Linked DNA regions of Ovis aries: region 1 is linked to region 2. A link is a contact called in public Hi-C data. All regions are on one chromosome and are shown on one strand. Each heading gives the region's core, a stretch centred on a gene start, on an enhancer-like site or on the middle of the called end of the contact. The rest is flanking DNA. Distances are from core to core; before and after follow the strand shown.

What was found. Hi-C and Micro-C count contacts between places; a contact is called where the count stands out from the background.
Region 1: a contact with region 2 is called in a Hi-C map of hypothalamus, with 3 times the contacts expected there. The contact joins the promoter of LOC101123603 here to the promoter of MSANTD3 in region 2. A contact is called at or near these places in 11 of 16 Hi-C or Micro-C datasets (blood, hypothalamus, liver and 5 more).

Annotation. Positions count from the first base shown.
Region 1 is chr2:22,852,991-22,857,650 of ARS-UI_Ramb_v3.0, reverse strand. LOC101123603 (F-box/WD repeat-containing protein 12) reads left to right here and starts at 2,871. Exons shown (of 10, transcript XM_060409009.1): 1 at 2,871-4,660. It overlaps CDK20 (cyclin dependent kinase 20), which reads left to right. Exons shown (of 8, transcript XM_012115120.5): 7 at 50-205; 8 at 1,914-2,875. The coding sequence ends at 2,111.
Region 2 is chr2:22,721,648-22,726,767 of ARS-UI_Ramb_v3.0, reverse strand. It overlaps MSANTD3 (Myb/SANT DNA binding domain containing 3), which reads left to right and starts at 3,235. Exons shown (of 3, transcript XM_060409014.1): 1 at 3,235-3,364.

The DNA of each region.
Region 1 (4,660 bases), core at 1,622-4,121, 130 kb before region 2:
GGGGCTGACGGGGTGGGCGCCAGCCCTAATGAGCCCCCTTCTCCTCCAGGAGATCACTGAGCTGCCTGACTACAACAAGATCTCCTTCAAGGAGCAGGCGCCCGTGCCCCTGGAGGAGGTGCTGCCCGACGCCTCTCCCCAGGCCTTGGACCTGCTAGGGCGGTTCCTCCTCTACCCACCACAGCAGCGCATCTCTGCCTCCCAGGTAGGGAGACACCCATTGTCCTGACCCTCCTTGTTCGTGCCCCTGTGACCTAGCAGGTTGAGGTCCTCAGAACCTGTGATGGGCTGGGAACAGCACCCCCAGAGACAGGGGTCGTGGAGAAGGTGTGCCTCTCCTGAGCAGACCCTGGAGAGGCAGCAGGTGGCTAGGAGTGGCCATATTAAAAGGGCATGCCCACCTCGCTGAAGAGTGCATCTCACTTCTTCACCCCTTCATTCCTTCAAGAAGAATTTACTAGCATCTGGCATGTGCCCAGCATTGTCTTGGGTCCTGATGCCAAGTGAACAGATGTGACTTGTTCCTCTGGGCTCTCCACCCTGTGGTGGGGCAGGGCAGCCAGTCTGTGGGCATCAAGGGGAGGGATGTTGGGACTGACTCTCGCGTCATGCAGGTCTTCTGGAGAAGGGCAGGGGCGGGGTCTATTATCCCGAGAGAAATGATAAGCAGAGGCCTGGAGAGGAGGACCCAGAAGGGGTAGGTTGTGGCTGCAGGTGAGGGAGGAGGGGAGAACCATGGACTGATGGCTCATGGTGTCAGGCCTCTGTCACATGTACCTGTCCATCTGGCCTCACGGCAGCCTTACCTCCCTGCCCTTGGAACAAGCAGTGTGTGTTTACATACACCCACTGTGAGTTCCAATGTCAGCAATGCCTTTAGGATGTACTGAAGCCAACCGAGGCTTCCCAGGTAGTGCTAGTGATAAAGAATTTGCCTGCCAGTGCAGGAGACATTAAAAAAAAAAGATGCAGGTTCGATCCCTGGGTCAGGAAGATCCTCTGGAGAAGCGAATGGTACCTCACTCCAGTATTCTTGCCTGGGAAATCCTAAGGACAGAGGAGCCTGGCGGGCAAAGTGTTGGACGTGACTAAAGCGACTTAGCACACACACACAAAGCCAACCGATCACTTCTCAGCCCCGCGCTGCTGCCTCCAGTCTAAGCGCCTCCTGCCTCCCCGCAAGTCCCCAATTGCCTCCCAGAGTCTGCTTCTCCTCCTGCCCATTCAGTCTCTCCACCCTGCAGAGAGTGGGACCTTGTCCAGGCAGGCTGTCACATCTTCCCCTGCAGGGCTCTCTCCTCAGCCAAAAAGCCCAGGTCCTAGTGGCCCACAGGCATCACACACGTGGGGCCGTCACGTCTGTGACCCTGCAGCTCCCTTCCCCTTGCTCACTCCGTGGGACCTCAAGCCTCCTCCAGGTCCTAAGGTCTGTGTACTTCTGTCCCAGAGCCTCACTCATTCAGCTTTCAGATCTCTGCTCAAGTGCTACCTCTTGGGGCCTACCCTCCCATTCTTCAGGCCTGCAGCTGCCCTAGTTTTCCTTGTCCACGCTCTGACTTTCTCTTTCCCACAGCACCAATCATCTGATGCACTGTTTATCTTACTTTTTCTTGTTTATCCCCCCCGTGCTGTGCTGTGCTTAGTCGCTCAATCATGTCCAGCCCCTGACTATATGGAAGACTTGAAGGCAGAGCTCTTTGTTCAGTTCACTGCTACATCTCCTGTCTTTGGAGCAGTGCTGAAACAGTGAACACTCAGAGCTGTTGGGATCATCTTGAATGGAGAATGCGTGAATGAGAAAATTTCTTCCGGGGTATTCATATCCCCCGCTGCTCCCACAGAGGGAAATGAGCTGAACCTGGAAGGCTGCAGTGACCGATTTCCTTTTGCTATCTCTTTCTCACTCCCCTCAGGCCCTCCTGCACCACTACTTCTTCACAGCTCCCCTGCCTGTCCACCCCTCGGAGCTGCCGATCCCCCAGCGCCCAGGGGGACCTGCACCCAAGGCCCACCCAGGACCCCCGCACGTCCATGACTTCCACGTGGACCGGCCTCTCGAGGAGTCACTGTTGAACCCGGAGCTGATTCGGCCTTTCATCCCGGAGGGCTGAGATGCAGGGCCAGGCCCTGTTGGCTTGTCCCCCCAACTTCCTGCCCCTCCCAAGGACAACCCAAGCCACTCTCTGCTCCAGCCTGATTTCAACCACAGTGGCCCTGGTCCTGGCCAGATGATGAGGCCATCCAGCCCCAGCAGAGGGCGCCCTCAACCTGTGCTGTCGGCCTCCCACCTGTGTGCTGAAGGAAGCAGTGAGTTCCACTGCATGCCTGTCATCATCAGGGATTCCACCGGTCAGGGATTGTCCCAGTGGAACCATCTAAGGCAGCACTGAGTTTACCATGTCCTCATGTTGGAAACCCAAGTGAGAAGGAAAGTTTGGTTTGATTTTGTTCTCAGACATTAAACACTAGTTCAACTTTGAGATTTATTATAAAAACCCTGAATAGTTCTATGTGACGTACGCCCCTCTTCCATAGTTCATATAGAAAGAAGTGGCCGAGGTGGCATCATCTCTTGATCCTTGTTTCTCTCTGGTCACTTGGAAAGTGGCCCCATTCATGGCTACTTTAGTCTTGGGGGCTTCCTAGGTTCTTCATGTAACAGAGCTCCTTTTAGAGGTGAGGTGGCAGAAGGCAAGGGCCAGGGATGGCTCAAGTGGGGGACCCCGTAGTGACCCTCTACACCTTAAACTGGTTTACCAGCATCACCCTCAGGATAAGGGTGCACCTTATCCTCTTCGCTCAGAGATATCTTGCAAATAAGACAGACATTCCTGGAATTCATTTGTTAATTCAGTAAATATCAAAACAATCTGAACTTGCTTTTGTCTTTCTTATTTAATAATTTGGCAAGCCAACTCTAAAATATATATGTGGAAATGAAAAGGTTAAAAGGAGGGAGAAGCAGAAGAAAAGGAGAAAAGCAATGAAAGGATTTACCGTATCAGATACATACCAAGACATATCATAGGGCTATAGTAAATAAGACAGTGTACTGTTTGTTCATGGACAGATTAAAAACAGACAAGTGAGAGAAACTTACTAGCAGTTTTTTATTCAAAATATACATTTTGTGCTCATATGTATAAACTTCTGCAAGCACTGAGGTTACAGAGGTGACTAACTGCCACCATCACTGCCCTCTAGGCTCTTTGAGGGTAAAGCACAGTAAACTCAGTTGTTGCTTGCAAGGATGAGTTTAAGTGTCTCATGTGACTTTAAAGGTATTTTAAGGATCTGGCTTCTGCGTGTTTGTCCAGCCACATCTGAAGACTAAGTAAGCTTCAGTCTAGCTCAATTTCTGGTATCTCTCACCTCCATATAAATGTGGGTCTAGACCCAAACCCTGATCACTGATACTCAGCCAGTTCTGCTCACAAAGACTCTATAAACCTTACCCCCACCCCCGACACAGACCCTAGCCTTGACCTTGAGCCTTAAATTTAACCTGACTCTATTACCCTGACCCTGGCACATACCCTCACTCTCACCTTCACTCAGTTCTTCAGCAGCCCCTTCCCCACCCACCCCCCACCCCCGGCCACTGGCCTGGCTTTGATCTTGCATTGACTCTGACCTTCATTCCAAACTCTGACCTCATTTGACCTAAAATTTAACCTTGTCCTTGAACTTGGCTCTCATTTTTACCTTAACCATGACTATCTAATTGATATTTATCTTACTTTGTTTCTCATGTTGACCCTGGGATTGAACTCAGGTCTCCTGCATTGCAGGCAGATACTTTACTGTCTGAGCACTGTACTCAAGCTGAAACTGAAACTAGTCTGCACCCCAAACCTGATCATGACTCTGGTTCTGACATTCATCTTGCCATGGACTCACACTTGGCTGACACCACTGACACCCTAATCCCATCATGACCTTGAACTTGACCTAGACCTTAACCCTGAAATTGAACTTCAGGGTGATATAGCCCTTCATGATTATGATGACTCTGATCCTCAGCCTAATCATCACCTCCATCTTGACCTATCCTCACGTTGAAACTTAAGCCTGATTTTGACTACAAGCCAAACTCTGACACTCTGTGGTAAGAAGACTAATGTTACCCTAAAAATGCCCATGTCCTAAGCTATGAATGTGCTGTTTTACACACAGAAGGGATTTTGCAAATGTAATTAAAGGAATGAGATGTAAAGAGTGTCCTGGATTATGCAGATTGGGCCAATGTAATTGGGGGAGGGAAGGGAGAGTTGGAGGAGAACTTAATTCCTGCCAGCAGGAGTAGAAATGGAACCCCACCTTGACTTAATTGACCTTGACTTTCATAATGTCATGCTCACCCTGACACTGACATTATCCTCACATTGATCTTGACCCTGAATCCAACACTGATTCTAATTCTGAACATCAACCTCACCCTCAACTTGACCCTGAATCCTACTCAGAACTGGACATGCACTGTCAACCTGAACCCAACTTTTACTTTCATCCCCAAAATACCATCTTTCTTATCCTGACATTCATCCTCTCACTGACCCTCTGCAATGGAGGCACAACTTGATCTTGACTGTCACACTGATCTCAAACTTGAATTGGATCTTGAAACTAACCCTGGATCTAAAATTTCCTTCACACTGAT
Region 2 (5,120 bases), core at 1,986-4,485:
TTCACTCTCCTCTTTCACTTTCATCAAGAGGCTTTTAGCTCCTCTTCACTTTCTGCCGTAAGGGTGGTGTCATCTGCATATCTGAGGTGATATTTCTCCCGGCAATCTTGATTCCAGCTTGTGCTTCATCCAGCCCAGCGTTTCTCATGATGTACTCTGCATAGAAGTTAAATAAGCAGGGTGACAGTATACAGCCTTGACATACTCCTTTTCCTATTTGGTACCAGTCTGTTGTTCCATGTTTAGTTCTAACTGTTGCTTCCTGACCTGCATATAGGTTTCTCAAGAGGCAGGTCAGGTGGTCTGGTATTCCCATCTCTTGAGGAATTTTCCACAGTTTATTGTGATCCACACAGTCAAAGGCTTTGGCATAGTCAGTAAAGCAGAAATAGATGTTTTTCTGGAACTCTCTTACTTTTTCGAGGATCCAGCAGATGTTAGCAATTTGATCTCTGGTTCCTCTGCCTTTTCTAAAACCAGCTTGAACATCTGGAAGTTCACGGTTCATGTATTGCTGAAGCCTGGCTTGGAGAATTTTGAGCATTACTTTACTAGCATGTGAGATGAGTGCAATTGTGCGGTAGTTTGAGCATTATTTGGCATTGCCTTTCTTTGGGATTGGAATGAAAACTGACCTTTTCCAGTCCTGTTGCCACTGCTGAGTTTTCCAAATTTGCTGGCATATTGAGTGCAGCACTTTCACAGCATCATCTTTCAGGATTTGAAATAGCTCAACTGGAATTCCATCACCTCCACTAGCTTTGTTCATAGTGATGCTTTCTAAGGCCCACTTGACTTCACATTCCAGGATGTCTGGCTCTAGGTGAGTGATCACACCATCGTGATTATCTTGGTCATGAAGATCTTTTTTGTACAGTTCTTCCGTGTATTCTTGCCACCTCTTCTTAATATCTTCTGCTTCTGTGAGGTCATACCATTTCTGTCCTTTATTGAGCCCATTTTTGCATGAAATGTTCCCTTGGTATCTAATTTTCTTGACGAGATCTCTTGTCTTCCCCATTCTGTGTTTTCCTCTATTTCTTTGCATTGATTGCTGAGGAAGGCTTTCTTATCTCTCCTTGCTATTCTTTGGAACTCTGCATTCAGATGCTTATATCTTTCCTTAAATGGCTATTAAAAAAGACGAGATAACAACTGTTGGTGTGAATGTGGAAGCATGTTGACTATAGTTAATAATTTGGTATTATATACTTGAAAATTACTGAGACTGTACATCACAAGCATTCTTACCTGAAAAAAAGAGTTGTGTGAGGTGATGAATGAGTTAATTATCTTCACGTTGGTAATTACTCTAATCATTTGATAAATAGATCAAATCTCATTTTACCCTTTAAGTATATACAACTATATTGTCATTTTTTCCTCAGTAATATTGGAAAAAATGTGACTAATAATTAATGTTGCAAGTAAGGAAAAGAACAATCTAAGCAGAGAGAATAGCATTTGCAAAGTCCCCTGAGGTGAGAGCACATTCAAAGAACTGAAAGAAGGCAGTGGGTGAAATAGACAAAGGAGAGAATAGAATCAAAGGGAGTACAGATTTTGGCAGGATATTGTAAGTCCTGCTAAGGATTTTGGTTTTTATCCTTAAAGCAAAGGTAAGCCATTGATAGGTATTAGGCATCCAATGACAGATCAGATTTTGTTTCTCAAGAAAATTACTCTGGGGAGAATGAATTAACAGGAAGGGAAGAATGAAATGGATGTGGTTATACCAGAAATTCAGATGAATGCTTAAACTAAGGTAGTGGACAGACATAGTGAGACAAAGAAAAGTTTGATAAATTTTAGGGACGTGAAACTGACAGTACTTATTGAGATATATATATGGGATATAGCAGTTTGGAGGTGATGGCAGTGTCAAGGAGTGTATTAGATCACTTGCTTGTAAAATGGAATTAGGAGAAAAGCTTTTTGGAACTGGGACCTTACGAAATAATTAATAGTAATTAACCAAATAGTGAAAAAAGAGAAGGGCTGACTGTTCTTTAGTGAATTAAAGACTGTAGACTCCAGAAATAAAAGAAGATGCTTTAAAGCAGAAACCATTTCTAAAATTTAGCATTTGTTAAACAATTATTAGAGGAAGGTGGAAGGCAGGGAAAGGAAAACCTGAGAGGGAGGGCAGAGGAATGACATGAGACAAACCTTGAGGAAAGAAGAGCTTATGCAAAAATAACACAGTTTGTTCCAGATTCAAAAACGACTCAACTTTGGAGAAAATAGGAATGCAATAAAATAGTTATCACAAAAATACAAATAAGCAATCGAACAAAATTATATTCATTATTTATTTCGTTTCCTCCTAGTAAATAGCACAGCCTTCTGTTTCCACCTCTTTATTTCTTTTATTCCACTCTCTGCCCCTCTGTTTCTTTCTTGAAACATCGTGAGCTCCCTGAGGAAGGGCCCACACTTCTCAAGTATTTTGAACACTAGTTCTATCATTATCTAGCTCCTTTGGACCACAGTGAGGATTAACCAGCATGAGGATTAATCGTCTGCCTTCTACAGACCCATCTTTAGCTATTTACTCCTCTTTTGAATGCCCCCTTTCCTCCTCTGTATCATGCTGCAGTGTTCTAACCCGGCAACAGTGTAAGCTTCTAGAAAGCAGAATTAACAGGACCCTAACATATGGGCGGATGGGGTAAGTACAAGTGACTGGGAGAAGAGAAGAGCACGGAATGGCAAGCCTAGAGACAAGCGGGATCTATTTCCCAGGTAGATGCAGATCTGAACCCTTAACCTGGGCCTGCTTTTCCTCCTGCAGTACAGGAATTCTCCTGTGTTGGGGGTTGGGGGGTGAGGCTCAAGGAACCCCGCTCCTGCAGTTCTCAAGTATCTGTTCAAGCTGGGGAGCCCTGTGGGCACATTCTTCATGCTAAGTAGATAGCCGCACTCAGTAGCCACTAACACATATTTCTGGAATAAATAGATGGGTGGATGAAATTCTTGTGCAATAGAAACTTCTTGTGGCAACTCCCGAGAGAGTACAATCCTTATAATCCCCGCCATTCGTTCCGCAAGTCCTGGGCTCGCGTGTCTCCGCCAGTTACATGGAGGCCCCGCCCACCTCTGGGCGCGGCCCCGCTCGGCGCGCTCCTTCGGCTCGGGTCCGTATCTCTCGGGGACGCGCGGAGCAGTGGGCACGTTCCGGGCTACAGTGCGCTTGCGCAGAAGGTGCAAAAGTCCGGGTAGGGGCGGAGCCTGAGTAGCTTAGACTGAGGTGATAAGGAAAATACGGAAAGGATCCGGATGGCGGTCCGCTCTGACTCCGCCGGGAGAGAGGAGATGGGCCAGATTAGTGGGTATTTGCAGGGTACACAAAGACAATCTGTTGGTGAGTTTACATTTTTACTGATATTGCCTTTTTTTCCAACTAAGCTCGGTGTTCAAGAGCTGATGCTTTGAAGGTCCCAGTGTTCTGACACCGCGTGCCTATGTGGCTTTGGGTAAGTTACCTGCCCGAGCTTCAGTGTCTGCCTCTGTCTGTAAAGTGGACCTGGTAGTAGTGGGCTTCACAAGACTTTTGTGAAGACGACATCAGACAGTGCGTGTAAAGTACTTGGCACAGTGTTTGTCAGAAACGGCCAGCAAGTGGTAAGTGCTATCACTATCATCAATGTTAGAATCATTAAGTATCATCATCATGTGTTTTTTTGTGTGTGCCAGAATCTTTTGTATGCAGTTGTTATGCTGGTAATCTTTGGAAAATATCAGAGAACGTGAGAAGTAACAGGAAATTAGAGATTGGAAAATATTCTGATTTTAGAAGGGAGAAAAAAGTAGACCGTGAAAAATGGACTCTAATAATCTTGAATTTTACTGTATACCAATACAAACTCAGGATGGATCATATCAAAGGTAGTTTGTGAGGAGAATTTCCTGGCTATGCAGTGGTTAGGACGCCACACTTCCACTGCTGAGGCTGTAGGTTTGATTCCTTACGGGGGAACTAAGATCCCACAAGCCAAGCAGTACTGCCTAAAAAAGAAGTTTGTGAGCCTTTAGAAAAGGAACTCACTATGAAGCAGTCTGCATTCTTTAAGAACAAATAAATCAACCCAGATTAACTTTTTTGAACGAAGAGTAAACTGATAGCTCAGTGGAAAAACCTTCTTTGGTTTAGTCATTTACCTCAGCCTGAGATGCTGCCCCATTTTAAGACCCTTTCTTGTCATTTACCTCAGCCTGAGATGCTGCCCCATTTTAAGAGTCTTTTGTCAGAGTCTCTTTCATTTCTGACATAAAGGAACAGAAATAATTTTTTTAGCTCAATGGGTAATATGTGAATACCTTTATGCTGTAAAAAATTCAAAAACTGAAAATGAAGGGAAAGTCCCCTTCCCAATTCTGTTTCCACCTCCACTCATCAATTTAGTGTGCATTTTTGCTCTGATACTTAAAAATCTATCTCTACACTGATTTGTAGCAGTTAGAACTTTATTCTGCCAACTGAATAACCAGCAAAAGAAAGCAGTGTTTTAGTCTCATTTAAAAGGAAACCCAAGGGCAGGTAGTGTAGAGCCAGCAGGCTCTTTCTGTCTTGGTTTCACCATCCACACTTTTGTCCTCATGGTCACAAGGTGATCGCTGCTTCGCCAAAACTGAGTCCATATATTGGACAAGAAAGGACAAAAGCTATCTTGTGAAGTTTTATATTTTAATTCAGGAAAGGAAGCTGACTGGAACATCTGCCTACAACTCATTGGCCAGACTGTACCACATGACCCCTCTATCAACAAGGGACTCTGGAGGTACTTCCTTTGGTGGTCATGTGGTTAAGACTCCATGCTTCCACTGTAGGGAGCATGGAGTTCCATCCCTCATGGGGAAACTAAGAGCCCTGAATGCTGAGTGTCCAAAAAAGAAAAAAAAGTAAGACAAGGGAGTCTCGGGAAATACTAATAATTTACTTTTTAAGCATGTAAAATATAGACTTCTGAGAGTCGTTTGGACAGCAAGGAGATCAAACCAGTCAATCCTAAAGGAAATCAACCCTGAATATTCATTGGAAGGACTGATGCTGAAGCTCCAACACTTTGGCCTCCTGATGCAAAGAGCCAGCTCACTGGAAAAGACCCTGATGCTGGGAA